Linked DNA regions of Mus musculus: all the other regions are linked to region 1. A link is a contact called in public HiChIP or PLAC-seq data. All regions are on one chromosome and are shown on one strand. The core of a region is the stretch at or near the end of the contact, and the rest is flanking DNA. Distances in the headings are between cores, read along the strand shown.

What was found. HiChIP or PLAC-seq counts read pairs in DNA pulled down with a chosen protein or histone mark.
Region 2: a contact with region 1 is called in an H3K4me3 HiChIP or PLAC-seq map of craniofacial prominence, with 3 times the contacts expected there. The contact joins the enhancer-like site here to the promoter of Ezh2 in region 1. A contact is called at or near these places in 4 of 39 promoter capture datasets (cranial neural crest, embryonic stem cells, frontonasal cranial neural crest and 1 more) and 9 of 115 datasets of contacts at active chromatin or transcription factors (bone marrow-derived macrophages, craniofacial prominence, embryonic hindbrain and 3 more).
Region 3: a contact with region 1 is called in an H3K27ac HiChIP or PLAC-seq map of trophoblast stem cells, with 10 read pairs. The contact joins the enhancer-like site here to the promoter of Ezh2 in region 1. A contact is called at or near these places in 3 of 39 promoter capture datasets (cranial neural crest, embryonic stem cells and maxillary cranial neural crest), 1 of 15 datasets of contacts at CTCF or cohesin (the NIH/3T3 cell line), 2 of 484 Hi-C or Micro-C datasets (nephron progenitors and pancreatic cancer cells), 15 of 115 datasets of contacts at active chromatin or transcription factors (acute myeloid leukemia, bone marrow-derived macrophages, craniofacial prominence and 10 more) and 1 of 9 other capture datasets (embryonic stem cells).

The regions. Positions count from the first base shown.
Region 1 is chr6:47,592,381-47,597,238 of GRCm38.p6, reverse strand. It overlaps Ezh2 (enhancer of zeste 2 polycomb repressive complex 2 subunit), which reads left to right and starts at 2,209. Exons shown (of 20, transcript NM_007971.2): 1 at 2,209-2,345. It overlaps F830010H11Rik (RIKEN cDNA F830010H11 gene), which reads right to left and starts at 2,030. Exons shown (of 1, transcript NR_168258.1): 1 at 1-2,030.
Region 2 is chr6:47,277,239-47,282,096 of GRCm38.p6, reverse strand. All of the region lies in intron 22 of Cntnap2 (contactin associated protein-like 2), which reads right to left. Among named protein-coding and RNA genes, the nearest start is that of Gm35280, 22 kb to the right of the region's middle. Within about 2 kb of position 2,701, at least 26 of the 459 cell types and tissues checked have an H3K27ac peak or open chromatin away from gene starts, as enhancers often do. A contact at or near this core is called in craniofacial prominence, where this site is marked.
Region 3 is chr6:47,330,483-47,335,340 of GRCm38.p6, reverse strand. No RefSeq gene overlaps it. Among named protein-coding and RNA genes, the nearest start is that of Gm35280, 76 kb to the right of the region's middle. Within about 2 kb of position 2,225, at least 41 of the 459 cell types and tissues checked have an H3K27ac peak or open chromatin away from gene starts, as enhancers often do. A contact at or near this core is called in epiblast stem cells, forebrain, pancreatic cancer cells and 1 more, where this site is marked.

The DNA.
Region 1 (4,858 bases), core at 960-3,459:
TTCTATGTAGATTGTACATGTCTATTTGGAGTACTTTTGTTGCCCCATCCATTCTAGGTCTTGTGCTTTTTCTGAAGCTGGCTAAAATGTTCTTTTCTTAAACCAGTTTTGTTTAAATATTTAACATTTCTTGCTTCTAAACACCTAACAATTTTCATTACAACTCTTGGATTTCTTTAGAAGCTCCATATATATACTAATGTAAATTCCTTGATTTTTCTATAAAAATGTTATCAATACTTAATATTAAAGGACATTTAAAATAGTAACACAAAGTTCAAGATAAGCAGTTACCTCAAGTCTAAATTGTTTACTGAAAAAAAAGAAAAAAAAAAAAGCACGTATAAGTTGTTGATGTAGTTGGATAGCTTTTTTACCAGGACAAGTTAGTATATTGTTGACTGCTAGTTTGTCACATTATAGAGCACTCTTGAGTAACTCATATTTTTCTTTTATATATATTTTTATTTGAACATGAGTGTATTTTTCTCTGGCTATTCTTGGTTGTCAAGTTGACTACATAGGGTATTAACTAAAACCCAAGAATTAACTAAAAACTAAGGGTACACCCACGATGGCTTTTTTCTTAACTAAATCATTTGACTTTTAATCCAGATCTTTTAAGGTGGGAAGCTGCACCTGCTTGTCCTCACTCTACTTGGCAAGCCCATTCCTTTATTGGCATTTGTGCCAATGTATAATGTATACCGAATTTCAGGTGTATAATGAAGTTCAGCTGAAGGCATCCCAGCTTATGAACTGAACTAGTGGATTCTTGAATTTTCCGCTTACATACACACACACTAGTTTATTAGAGTGGCTTACAGGCTGTAGGTCCAGCTAGTCCAACAATTACTGTTTACCAACGGAAAACCCAAGAATCCGCTAGTTCTTGAGTCTACAAGCCTGGGTGTCTTTGGCTGAAGGAAGCCAGAAGATGTGTGCTCTAATGCCAGTGAAGGATTATGTATATATTCCTTCTTTCTATATATTCTGAAAATCTATATACATATTCATTCTCAGTTCTCTATCCATTCTATCAGTGAAGGAATGAATACATTCATTTATTCATTCATTCATTCAACCTGTTCCTCTAGAGAACCACGACCAATACAGATACATAACTTCCAGAGTGTTACAAATTCTCAGTCTGAACTCTTCACTATTGAACCTGTTTTCACAGGTCTGTGGGATTTTGCCATTCAGATGCATCTTATTAAAAGTAAATTTGAAATACCATTATTCACCTCATTGCCAGATAACTGAACAGGGAGTGGGGGTTGGGCTGCGTACTGTATAAGCAGCTCATTTCTATTCCTCGGGGAGAAAGGTTGACTCCCAAGATGCCATTGACAAATGTTGCAAACTCCTTACACTTTGCTGAGAAAACATGGGGTGAGCTATTTGCTCTCAAAAGTTGTTAATAAACAACTTGAAACCTTGATAAGTGCTAAGAACCATAAACGCAGCTTGGAAGGCCTTTCAGAGAAATCTGGTCGCCTTTTCTTCCGTCGTCAGGGGATTAGGCACCAGTTTTGCTAGCCAAAGCCTCCAAGGTGCCGAAAGGAACCGCACTAACTTTATCTGCCTACTGGTGCTCTCCGTGAGGAGCGAGGGCCGCCCCGCATTGAATCCCCTGTGGGGCCGGTCACACGCCTTCCTTTCAGTGGCGCCAACAAAAGTGTTGGACCCCGGGCCCAGTATGGCACGCCGGAGAAGAGGGCGGTTAAGACCGTTACCAACCCGAGTTTTGAACTATTTCAAACTTGGCTCAGGCGCCCGCCCGTCTCCTCCCCTCCCCCTCCCGAGAACCACTCAGCGCCCATTCCCGCCAAGAGCTGGCCCGCCCCCCGGCCGGTTCCCGCCATCCCGACCTCCCCGCCTCCTGCCCATAGCGGGCTTCGGGTCCCGCCAAGTGCCCGGCCTCCGCCTGCCTGTCCATGGCTTTCCTGAGAGGTACCGCACGTTGGCAAAAGAACAAAGACAGCGACTGTGGTGCTTCCACCCAGCAAGCCGCGTTCCTCAGAGCGAGCCCTGTCACTCGCGCACGCGCTGGTGAGCCTCGCGCTCCCAGGGCTGGAGCTCGCTCCGAAGGCTCCCAGCCCGTTCGGCCCTCTGATTGGACGGGCGCCCTCTCGCATCCTCCAATCGGAGAGGCGCTTGATAGTGCTGGGGGGGCCAAATAAAAGCGATGGCGATTGGGTTGCTGCGTTTGGCGCTCGGTCCGGTCGCGTCCGACACCCAGTGGGACATCGAAGGCAGTGGAGTCCCGGCGGCGGCGGTGGCGGTGGCGGCGGGTTGGGGGCGACGCGCGGGAGAGGCGCGGGCTGGCGCGCGGGACGAAGGTAGTCCGCGCCGTCGGCCGCCGGTGGTCGGCAGTCAGGGATCTGGAACGCGCCCCGGGGCGGCGGCGGCGGCGGCGGCGATCGCGGGACCTCCGCGCGGGTGCCTGGCCAGTCTTCGGCATCGCCCAAGCGGGTCTCACTCGAGCGCCGCTTTTGTAGGCGCGGAGGGAGGGCTAGGGGACAGCTTTCTGAGCGGTCGTGAGGTGTGTGGCGGTCCCCGCGGTCCCACGAGTGAACTGTGGATTCCGGCAGACGCGGGCGGGCGGGGGCCGGGAGTGGGGGCTTCTGTCCCGGAGCCTGGTCCCGCCTGGCCGGGGCTGGGGGCGTTCCTGTGGCCGATCGGGGCCGGCAGCGCTGAGCCTCAAGTCTTCTTTGTGTGGCTGGGAGGCGGGAGCGCCCGGGTAGGACGGGACTTACACACAAGTTGGTGGGACCGAGTCGAGAGTCTGCACTCAGACAAAGGACAGACTGTGTCTCGGAAGGGGAGGGGAGGACGCGACACTCGGGGCTCCCGCCGCGCGGGTGGGGGCGTGGGGAGGCGCGACGCGAGCGCGAGTGGGCAGGGCTCGTCCTTGCCTGGCCCTGCTGGGGGCGACCGGCTAACGCCGGGCCTTGCTAAGGCGGGACTGCGTGCACAATGTGGGAACTCCCTTAGCCCTGCGGCTGACATTTCCCCGAGAGCCGGGAGTCTCCCACTGCCTCGGGCTGCTAGTGTCCTCGACTGGCTTTGTGCTAAGTTCGATGGAAGAGTCCAGCTGTGTTTCCTTCTCTCACTTCATTATACAGCCCCCCTTGCACGCACCAGATCGTATGCTTCAGGGCTACTTTTTGAAAATGGGAGAAATTGAGAAAGCACGGGCTTTCGGAAAACTTGGTGAATGTCTTGTGAGTTCTACTTTCTAAAGGACCAAAACCTGAAAGAAAAACAAAATCTGTTTTGGCCAACTTGTGTGCTTTTGAGAATGGTGACAGGTGCTAACGAAATCAACTGTCATTTACTCAGTGATTATTCCCCAAATCTCCAGGGGTAGGTTGTTAAAGACTAGATGATCGAAATAAAATACCCACGAGAAATGTGGGTTTACGCTGTAGAATTGACAGTTTCTTTTTAGTGGGTCACGTTTCCCGTGAACAATAGCTTTGGTGAGTCAGAAAAGGCATTTGTTGCCTAAGAAATTCGAGTGTATTCTTGTCACAATTCAAAGAAACTTACTTTGCTTATTAACAGGATCTGTAGAATCTAAATTCATCTGAAGTAAAAATTTGTCTTTGATATTTAAAATACCGTACAACAACGCTACAACGCCTTTTCAGTTTCAGGAAAGTCGTTATCAGTTTAATTCTATGGGTTTTTAATGGCACATAAAACATTTGAAAAATACTAATGCTGTCACAGTTGAATGTAGTTTATATTTTTGGCGATTTAAAAATGTATTTTCAATTACTTTTTATTAATGAATATTAGCAGTGAATTCATATTCAGGAATAAAAGTCAATTTTACTTAGAAGAATGTGGAAATATTTAGGTTATATTTAATTTCCTGTTCTTGTATTCTCAAGTTGGAAACGGATTGGATTCTGGTCTTAAACGAAAAGAATCCTGCCTTTTCTCTTTGGAGAGGTGTACTAGAGAATGAAAATTGCATTAGGAAAACTTAGGAAAATTGCATCCTATATTCTAATTTTGATGGGTTTTGAATATATTTCTTAAAAAAAAAAACAAAAAAAAACCAAAAGAACAGACTCTTGTTGCACTGTTTCATCTAATGAAGACCTAAAGTACATCTGCTAATTTACGGTTTCATATGAATGGAGACAAAGAAATGCAGTGTCAAATTTCTGTTGTTTCTGATTTGCAGGAGCATCGTAGAATAGACATTCCAGGTGCAGCTCTAAATGTTGAGATTGTAGCATAAGGTTTATGTTTACATTAAAATCCTATTGATAATCTCATTCATTATGAGGTGAGCTAGTTGTATAGAATTTTGGTAGAAAATTAGTTTAGAATTTAACAATTCAGTTTTGCCTGAATATGTGATTTTTTCCTGTAGTTGACATTTGCTGTTTTGTACTTGCCACATATATTTCCTTAACTCTCTGAAGAATTGGTTGAAAATATTGCCTTATGTTTCGGTAGAAATGAGAAATGTTTAAGAAGTCTAAATAGGGATAGAAAAAGCCACTTGTTGACATGTGTAGCTAGAAGTGTTCTTTTTGGTACTGATATTCTTTTGCATGGATACATGTGATTATTTTTGTGTTGGCTATGTAAAGGTTTTAGTCAGATTTTCCAAATCACACCAAAATTCATTTGCTTTAGGTTGTCCTTTATCCTTTGAAGTCATATGCTCAAGAAGTTTAGATTTATTTTATTACTAGCCTTTAAATAATAATGAAGAAAGTTGATTTGCCTTAAAAAAACGAACAAAGGAAAATTTCTCTGCTGATAAAATGATTTATGGGCTATAGAAATGGTTTATAGATTAGCTTTGAAGTCTTTATGTCAGTGTAGA
Region 2 (4,858 bases), core at 1,452-3,951, 320 kb after region 1:
CAAAAGCTGACTTAAAAATAAACTGGATATAAAAGCCCTATGCTAAATATAGTTGTTTATTTTTAAAAGACACATCTCTAAAACACCTTTTGAAATGTCTTCTTTTTCAACAAACTGTCTATCTCAAAAGAAAGACAATTGTTTGTGTTTGTTGATAGGCAGAATGGTTAGTGGTCATCAAAGCAGACTCTGGGAAACAAATTATCCTGGGTTACCAAAGTGTCAGCCTGGCATTTCCTACAGACAGATTCCTCCCTGGTTCTGCTCACCTCATTATAAAGCTAACATGATAAGCACTTAGAAGCCTTGCAGTTCTGCCAGAGCTCTTCTTCATGTCAACAAAGTGTGAAAGCCATTTAATTAGCTGGAGCAGCCTTGAGCATGATTTAGTTATTAGAAAAGTCAGGAGAGAGGAGAAAGTGGAAAAAGGAGAAGAGAAGTGTATTTAATCTACAACTATGCAAATTGCCTGGCATACCAGACATCTCTATTCTATTTAAAGAATGACAAAATATGGCAAAACAGTTCAGAATAAAAAAGTGGAATCCTTTTTGTACTTGAAGTAAACATTTGCAGAAGGTGGTTAGCTTCCATAGAGTAAAGGTCACTGAAGGAGAAAAGTTATCATTGGTCCCACCCTACACTACTGCAAGGCACAGTGTACCGACTGCTGAAAAGACGGGCATGAGTGTTGTGAGGGTTACCAACCATTTTCTCATCAGATTTTAGATCTGGAAATAGTTCTTCTTTCCATATAGCATTCATTCATTCTTTCAGAATTCCATGCATACCAGAGCAGCAAGTTCTCTTAACTGCAGAGCCACCTCTCCAGCCCCCATTGTTTTTATCTTTAAAACATGTCTACTCTCATGGTGAGGTGGTTCATTAGTGAAAAGCCCTTGCCCCTTGCAACCTGAATTTGAGCCCCAGAATATAAATGGCAAAAGGAGAGAACTCAGATGTCTCAAGTTGTTTTCTGACCTCTACAAATTTCACACACACACACACACACACACACACACACACACACACACACACTAGTACTTTAAATCTAATATTGTTCACTCAAGTTACCTTTGGTCTCTGTTAGCATAAAGCAAAATCACAGAAGTAATTTCTAAGTTGCAGCTAACATTACTTTTGTTTGTATCTTTTCCAGTTTTCTAAGCTCAATTTCCCAAGAAAAAGATTGAGAAACATTTTAAGGTTTTTTTCAAGGAGCACTTTCAAAACAAGTTATCTCATTCTCTATGTTTCACATAACTGCACCCATATTCACATGCATTTTTGTGTTGCTTATACTGTAACATGATATAAATTTAAATTTAAATTGTTTTCGAAAATGTTAGTGAGTGTGTACGTACATGTGTGTACATTTGCATGTGTGTGTAAGTCAGAGGATAGCTTTGTAGAGTCAGTTTTCTCCTTCCACCTTTAGATGGGTTTCGTGACTTGAATTCAGGTCACTAGGTAACATGACAAGCATCTTTACCTACAGTGTCATCTCACAGGGGCCCAGATTTCAATTCTTTTAAGAGCCTTTTTATGGTTATCTTTAGACAAAAAACAAACATCAGAATCCAGAATCTTCACAGTCTTTGTATATTTCTGAATAGTCATATAATGTATGCAGACTCACTCAAATATTTCAAGACAGGGAAGAATTATTGGTGCTTCATTATTGGATATAGGGCTATATAATGGATATATATATATATATATATATATATATATATATATATTGATTGTATGGATATATAACAGAATCATTATTGGTGACTGCAGAGAAGAAAGCCTGTAGTGATGGACTCAAAACTTCATCTGGATATTTTTTTTTCCTGCTTTACTGGCCATAGGCAAGGACAGAAGCCCCCAATCTGTCAGTAGAGGTAGAATGAGCATTTCTAAGTGGTGGCTGCTATTCCCCAGGGAGAACCTCATACATGTGAATTCCTATAACAGTCTTTTTTTTTTTTTTAATGATGGGTTATTGAAAGAAGCTATACCTTGTCTTGTGGAGGGCTCTGTACTTCCCTGAGTGGGGCTACAGCTTCATGACTTGACTATGAGTGTCAGCAATACCTGGAAAATCAGTATGTAGGGTTGGGATGCAACTTTATAAAATTTATTAAAAAAATATAAATTTATAGTGTACCTACCCACTCATATATGAGGGCCTGAGTTTAGTTTTCTTCATCACACTAACAAAGCATGTTGTTAATACACCTGTAATCCCAGAATGTGGAGGGTGGAGGCCGAAGGATCTGAAGTTCAAGGTTATCCTTGGCTACATGGCATGTCTGAGGCCAGCCTGGGCTACCTGACCCTATTTCTAGTGAAAAAAGAATGCAGCACAGTCATGTGTGGTGGTGGGTATAGCTGTGGTTTCAGCTACTTAGGATGCTGAGGCAGGAGACTCATTTAAGACTAGAAGTTTAACACAACCGGGACAACACACTAACATCCTGTCTCAAAAGCAAACCAAGACAAAACAAAAATAAACACAACAAAAGCTACAATATAGAAGATATGATGAGAACAAAGATTACTGGAGACAGGAAAGCCCTGAGCACAATCTCCATTTTCACTAGCCCCTGATAGCATTTCTGTGGTACAGGAACAAGGCAAAATGTATGTTGCGCCTTGCTGGAGTCCCTGTTTCTGCCACCAACAGAGAAGTTGCCATGGTTACAGGTACCTCAGGGTTGCCCTCCACTTAGCCAGCCCCCTGTGACAGAGCTAATGGCTGAAATGCCTGTCAGGCACAGACTTGGGGAAAATGGGAAAGGCTCTAAGTGCTTTGCCCTGTGGGGTAGGAGCTGGAGAATGGGTGATCTGAGAGAATGGGATAGAATCCTAGCCAGAATGTTTTTTTTTTTTTTTTAAATCTATTGTAAGGAAAGAAAAGAAAGAAAAAATGAGAGAAAATTTGTTTTGTATGCTGTTCAGTGCATCCAGAAGAGCCCAGAACTTGCTTCTGTTTCATGAAGTATCAGATCTTGTTACAGGCTGCAGAGTTGAGAAATAGCTTGCCTATAAAGGGTAGTTTAGAATGTAATAAAGGACACATGTCAATCACTGGCGCTGGAGCAATGAGCCAGTCACTGAGGAAAAAGAAAGTTGGTTTCTTATCAGTCTCCTCCCACAAAAGGAAGTTTATAGTGGAGCAAATATGCAGATATGATCATCAAAACAAAATCATTATGAGAAATACAGATTCATAATTCTAATTCATAAAGCATGTTCCAAATGGAGGAGGCTGTAAATACCCCACGCACAGCATAAAGCATTAACACTTTATCATGTAAAAATTAGAGACATCTAATAGGAGAAAGCCCCATACATCAAAAATTAGAAATTGAACTTGGAAAGCATATATATATATATATACACACACACACCCTTTTATGTCCACCCTTGTTCATTGTAACAACTCCACACTCCCTTATTTTCCAGAATAGTCTCTCTGGAACTGGGAAGCATGGTTTCTGGTCACTACATCAGCCCATTCACCACTAAAATGTATTTCTGAAGGCGTCCTGCCTCTGTGGCTGTGATTTTTCTTCTCTTTGTGTGTTTGTATTTGTGCACAGTGTACTTGAATGTGTGCTTGTGTATCCAAACGTGTGTGGGTATATGTGTGTTCAGGTGAGACTACATATGTGTGCACACACATGTAGAGGTTGAGAGTTCACCTTGGGTATATTCTTCGGTCACTCTCCACTTTATTTATTGAGGACTCTCTTACAGAAGGTGGAACTTGCTGCTTCCAGCAGTCTAATTAGCCGGCTTGCCCCAGGGTGCCCTGTCTCTACCTTCTCAGTGCTAGGATTACATGTGGCCTCCAAGTCTACGAGGGTGCAAGGATCTGAACTCCAGCCTTCACGCTGAGCCATCTCCCCAGCCCTAATGCTATGGTTTTTAACAACTTAGTCTCTTGTCCCTACGCCAAATTTCTTTTCTACCATCTAAAGATAAAATATTTTCTATCTTCATATGCAAATGAGTTATGGATATAATGAACATTTTAAAACTTCACACATCTATTCAGCTTCCTTCCTAAATACAAGCTGGTGTTTTTCTTTCTTTACCACCTGCAAGCACTTAAAAGGCATCGTTCCTGCTCCGATAATTACACCTTCGTCTCTTTTCTCGTGGTTGTGCTAAGATCTCATGATTAATGCACTTAGTTCATACACTTAGTCCTTGTGTTATTTTATTTTTGCCGTTCTTCCTTCCTCTTTAGCAACCAGCACAGTGCCCACTCATATTCGAGTGTGAAGAAAAAATGCATGCCCATTAGCTAATGTGCATTTATTTTCCTGCAAATGTTCCAAATCCTGCTTTTCCTGCATGTGCAGTAGTACAGATTTCTACAGCAAATGATAGCATTCATTACACTTTTGTTCCTATGATATTTTCATAGCAGATAACTTGGTCCTCGATTTTCCAACTGAGGATATACTTACATTTCACTTGGTGTAATTACTATAAATTTCCTTATGGCATAATCCAACTGACAGTGTGCTTTTTCCCCACAAACTCAATCAAACTAGTGCCTCATAACATCCTTTTCAGTTTTGCTATGTTTTATTGGATAATGAAATTTTGCTATCATCTTAATTTACATTTTCATTACTTGTGGGTGAAGTTAAGTTTCTTGGTGCATATATATGCGTCATTTGTATTTATTTTTCTATAAACTGCCTGCTTACTATATTCTTTGTTCAAAGAATTATTATAGTTTTATTGGATTGTTGGTCACTTATGAATTGGCTTGTAAGTATTATTTATACATTAAGTAATATTAGTTTCTTTCATAGTGTGGTAAGCAAAAGCCCTTCCAGAAACACCAGAA
Region 3 (4,858 bases), core at 976-3,475, 260 kb after region 1:
AGACTTGTCTTCATTTTGTCTGATGAAGCATTTCTTTGATGCACTGAATCATTTTGTGCCTCCTAAAGTTTTAGCATGCAGGAACGCTTGCCTGGCGGACAAGGCAAAAGCCCATCATAAGGGGCTGAGAGCATGTAAGCACTTTTTCCTTAGGCTGTAGGGTAGGGGAGCTGCTCAGCTGTGACCACACTTTAGTGAAAACACTTGGGAGAGGGGCTGGGGTTGATTTGGTAGGGTAGCCATGGTGTGAGCAAGTCTATTTAAGAGTTTGTCTTGTCTTCCTCAAGGGAGATGATGTGAGCCTGGGTACCAGTGGCAGAGGGGAGATGCAGATCAGAAAAATGTGTAAGAGAGGACCAGTAAGGTTTAGTGATTTTGTTTCCATATTTCTTTGTACTCTAGCTCAGTATTGTTCTAGTTCACACTTCATCCCCTTTCCAAACTGTTTTTCTTCCTCTTTCTCTTTAGTTATCCTATTCCATTGTTTGTGTGTCCCTAAGATGATGTCTCTAACAACCTTTTCTGCCAGAATTGCTCCTGTATGCTCAGCCTGAAGGATCCTAATCTTGTGTTCTACAGCAAAAGACACCAGGAGCAACTGGCGGCACCTGTTGAGAACTTCACACTTGTAGCTTTGGGATTTTGTATTGTGATGGCTTTTCCATCACATCAGAAGGTTTTCACACCTAAGCAGGTAGTGGGGTGACACAGACATGTTAATGTGTTTGACTCAGGCTTGACTAGCTCCTGTCTTCTGCAGTGTTTCTTCTCAAGAAGATGCTTTATCAGGCTGGAGAGATGGCTCAGCGGTTAAGAGCACTGACTGCTCTTCTGAAGGTCCTGAGTTCAAATCCCAGCAACCACATGGTGGCTCACAACCATCTCATAGTGAGATCTGATGCCCTCCTCTGGTGTGTCTGAAGACAGCTAGGGTGTACTTACATGTACTAATAAATAAATCTTAAAAAAAAAAAAGAGAGAGGCTTTATCAACTCCATGTAGGCTTCATGGGCTACAAAATTTCTGGGTACTGCCCTTCCTCCTACCTTATTATCCAAGCATCTCTCCATATGGATGATTTAAAAAGAATGGCATTGAGTCTGGTATTCCTTTTTACTTTTCCCAGGAAAATAAGTGTAAGTCCACAACTGAATCAGGTGTCTGTGTTGCTCAGAGTGCTCACCCAGGCCTTGTGAGTTAGTGTGGGGAGTTAGGAGAGGTTATGGTGCAGAAATAGGGAATGCATCTCTAGGGAAGGAGCTTGCTCTTACGTTGTAAATGAAAAAGAAAAGCCAAGGTTCCTTTTTTTCCTACCTCTAGGAAAATTTAAAATTGCACCAGACCATACACCAAGCAGGTTTTCAAATATGACTATAGAATCAACTCTGGACTTACAGCTTAGGGAACTTTCTCAGACCTACAACCTATTTTTTTTTCACTCTCTTTACGTTTTTGGTTAATATTTTCAATTAGCAGCCAAATCCATTATGATATTTTCATACACATGTATTAACGTACTTTGCTCATATGTCTCCCTCCCCCATCACCCACCCCCCCTTTGCTGTTTCTTATTGGCCACTTTAGTCCCTTCATAGTCTCTCTTCTGCTTTCAGAGTTCACTAGCCAAGAAACCCTGTGCTACACCCACCCCCACATGCCCTATTTGTAAGAGAAAAAGTGACTGGTCTAAAAAGTATAGACTGCTTCATAAGTTTGTGTATCATCTTTGTGTCTCTATTGTTCTGAGTTTAGTATATGTGAAAACAGAAGTGAGGAGTACAAACCCTTCAAGCTGAAATAAAATCACGTTACATGTTTTATATCTTGCTCTTTGGAGAATATAATGCAAACCTTGATTTTTCATATATTTCTATCTGTGGAGGGAAACATCAGGCTAGGGCTGACAAGTCCAGTGCTCCATACACCATGGAAGGTGTTGGAGGATTCTCTTCTCCGTGTTCCATATTCAGAGAGCAAGGAAAGATAGCAGTGCTCTGCCTCGCTGTCCATGAGATGAGAACACAGAGAGAGCTGTGAGGACAATGCAGTGAAGCCTGGCACTGCCTGGCCCCTTCTCCTGGCGAGCAAGTGGACTGCAAGCTGCTATTATTATTTGATGTTGGTGTGAGCTTGAAAGAGCCCAAGCGGCTGCTGAGGGATCAGGCAGACCTTGTCAGGGGAAGCCATGTATAAATAGCTGAAAGCTGTTTGCTGAGCAGTGAGTCATCAGGATCCTCAGGTTCCTTGGACCAGCTAGCCCTGAAGTGAAAGCAAATCCCACTGTGGTGTGTGTGTATGGGGGGTGGGGGTGGGGGTGGGGCTGCTGACACGATGCTTGAGAACAACTATGAAGGACAATGCGACCTGGTTCTGAGGATGCTGTCACTAACCCAGAATGTTCTGGGCTCTGTCTGAAGATACAAAATTCCAGTTCAAATGATCAGTATCATGGATGGAGTTGTCACAGGCCTTCTGGGCTCCTGTACTGGTCCAGCAGGTTCTGTCTGTCCATTCCCAGATTCTAAGAACCTGATCCTCTGAACCAAGACGGTCGAGTTAGTAGCAGGGCTTAAAACTCTTTGGTGCCTGCTCCCTCATAGAATCTTCTAGGAGTTATTTGTAACACTTAATGGACAAAAGATCAGGATCCAAAATATGTGAAGGTAATTCCTACAGATGGATAAGAAAAAGACAAGTCAGTGGAAAAAAATCAGTAGAAAAGGAAGCATAGGAAAAATGTGGAAAAGGACATAAAAGAGCATTTCATAAAAAGATAAGCAGCCAGTAAACTTAGAAAAATACTTAATAGCAAACAAAGAACTAGAAATTGAGAAACCACTAGCGGCTATCAGTTTATATTCATTTAATTGGCAGAAGTAAACACCGCACAGTGTGGCTGAGGCTATGGTGTAGAGAGAATTTTCACACGATGCTGTAAGCAAAAGAAACTGGTCCAAGTTCATCAGAGACCAATTTATCATCCTTTGGCAAAGCTGAACGGTTCTGAAGTTCAGTAATGATGCTAGAAGGAATAGAAGGAAGTGTGTACAACATCGTTATTTACAAATAGTAAAAATTCAGGCATCAGCAGCAGATTAGGCAATATAAATTTCAGCCTTCTCCTAAAACAAAATACATGCAGTGAATCTGGAGAATGCAGTGCCACATGTCAATGTTGATGGATTTTGATGAATAAAGTTAGGAAAGAATGCATTTAGTGTGATCTTAGTCATACAAGATGGAACCACAAGCTAAAACCAACAATATCCTGCTCAAAGATATGGGGTAGTACGGAGCAGAAAATAAGAAATTAAATAACTTGAAAATTAGGATAAAAGCTTCCTATGGTGATTAATTGTCAACTTGACAGAGTCTGGACAGGGAGGATTAACCGAGTGGACCCTTCCCCAGAGTGACAGAACCTTCCAGTATGTTCCAGATATAAGGAGCTCTGAGGAAAAAATAATGCTTCCCATTTGTCTGAATATGCTTCTTGCCTATAACTGTCTGTTGCCATCAGCACCATCAGACTTCAACTTCCTCTGCCTTTCAATGTGGACTGAAGGCTGGAGACTCTCTGGAAATCTTCTCAGCCTTCAGTGCAAACTGGGACTGCAGAGGCATCCAGCTTCATGGACCGAGAAGCTGATGAGTATTTAATCTCTCTAATATGTAGATGACTCTTGTTGGACTACCAAGCCTCTATTGTATAAGCCATTCTAGTAAATTCTCTCTTATCATGTATATGATAATATATATACTTATACATACACACATATATGAAAACATACATGCATTACCAGTTCTATTCCTATAGAGAGCCCTGCTTGATAATGCTGTCTGTGGTGGATGGAAAGTTGAGGGAGACGTAGCGATGGATAAGTAGGAGTCCCTTCACTGATGATGAGCAGTTGGCTAAGCTAGGTAGCGGTCACAGATGTTTGTTTCATTATGATTTAAGCCGTATGTTAGACTATGTGGTATTTAAACTATATGTGTATGTGTGTATGTATATGTATATTTGTATACACACATCTACAACTTTTCAAATGGAGCAGAAAGGAGAAGAAGAAACGATAGGCTGGGTGGTGGTGGCGCATGCCTTTAATGCCAGCAGGTAGGTGGATTTCTGAGTTCGAGGCCAGCCTGGTCTACAAAGTGAGTTCCAGGACAGCCAGGGCTACACAGAGAAACCCTGTCTCGATAAAACAAAAAACAAAAAAAAGAAAGAAAGAAAGAAAGAAAGAAAGAAAGAAAGAAAGAAAGAAAGAAAGAAAGAGAGAAAGAAAGAAACAACAGGCAGTGTCTTGAGTCCCCATCTGAGGACTTCAGCATTGTGAATGGCATCTGTAGGGAGCAACGAGGTGAAGTCTGCTCTGACTGCAGTGTATCCAGGCTCACACTGGGGCTCTCTCTATGTCTCCATCTTGATAATGCATGATTCTCCTAGCTGTGTACTCAGGGATTGCTTCCTGGGGCAGGCAATGCTGGAGTTGTTTTCTGAAGTGTGGAAGACAGCATGCCCAAGAGCACAGAGGCTTGCAGTATGATACATTACAGTTTACTAAATATGTATTGAGGTCTTATTGAAAAAGAATCTGGGGCTGAAGAGATGGCTCAGTGGTTAAGAACACTGGCTGCATTTACACAATGGAGTACTACTCAGCTATTAAAAAGAATGAATTTATGAAATTCCTAGGCAAATGGATGGACCTGGAGGGCATCATCCTGAGTGAGGTAACCCAATCACAAAGGAACTCAAATGATATGTACTCACTGATAAGTGGATATTAGACCAGAAACTTAGGATACCCAAGATATAAGATACAATTTGCTAAACACATGAAACTCAAGAAGT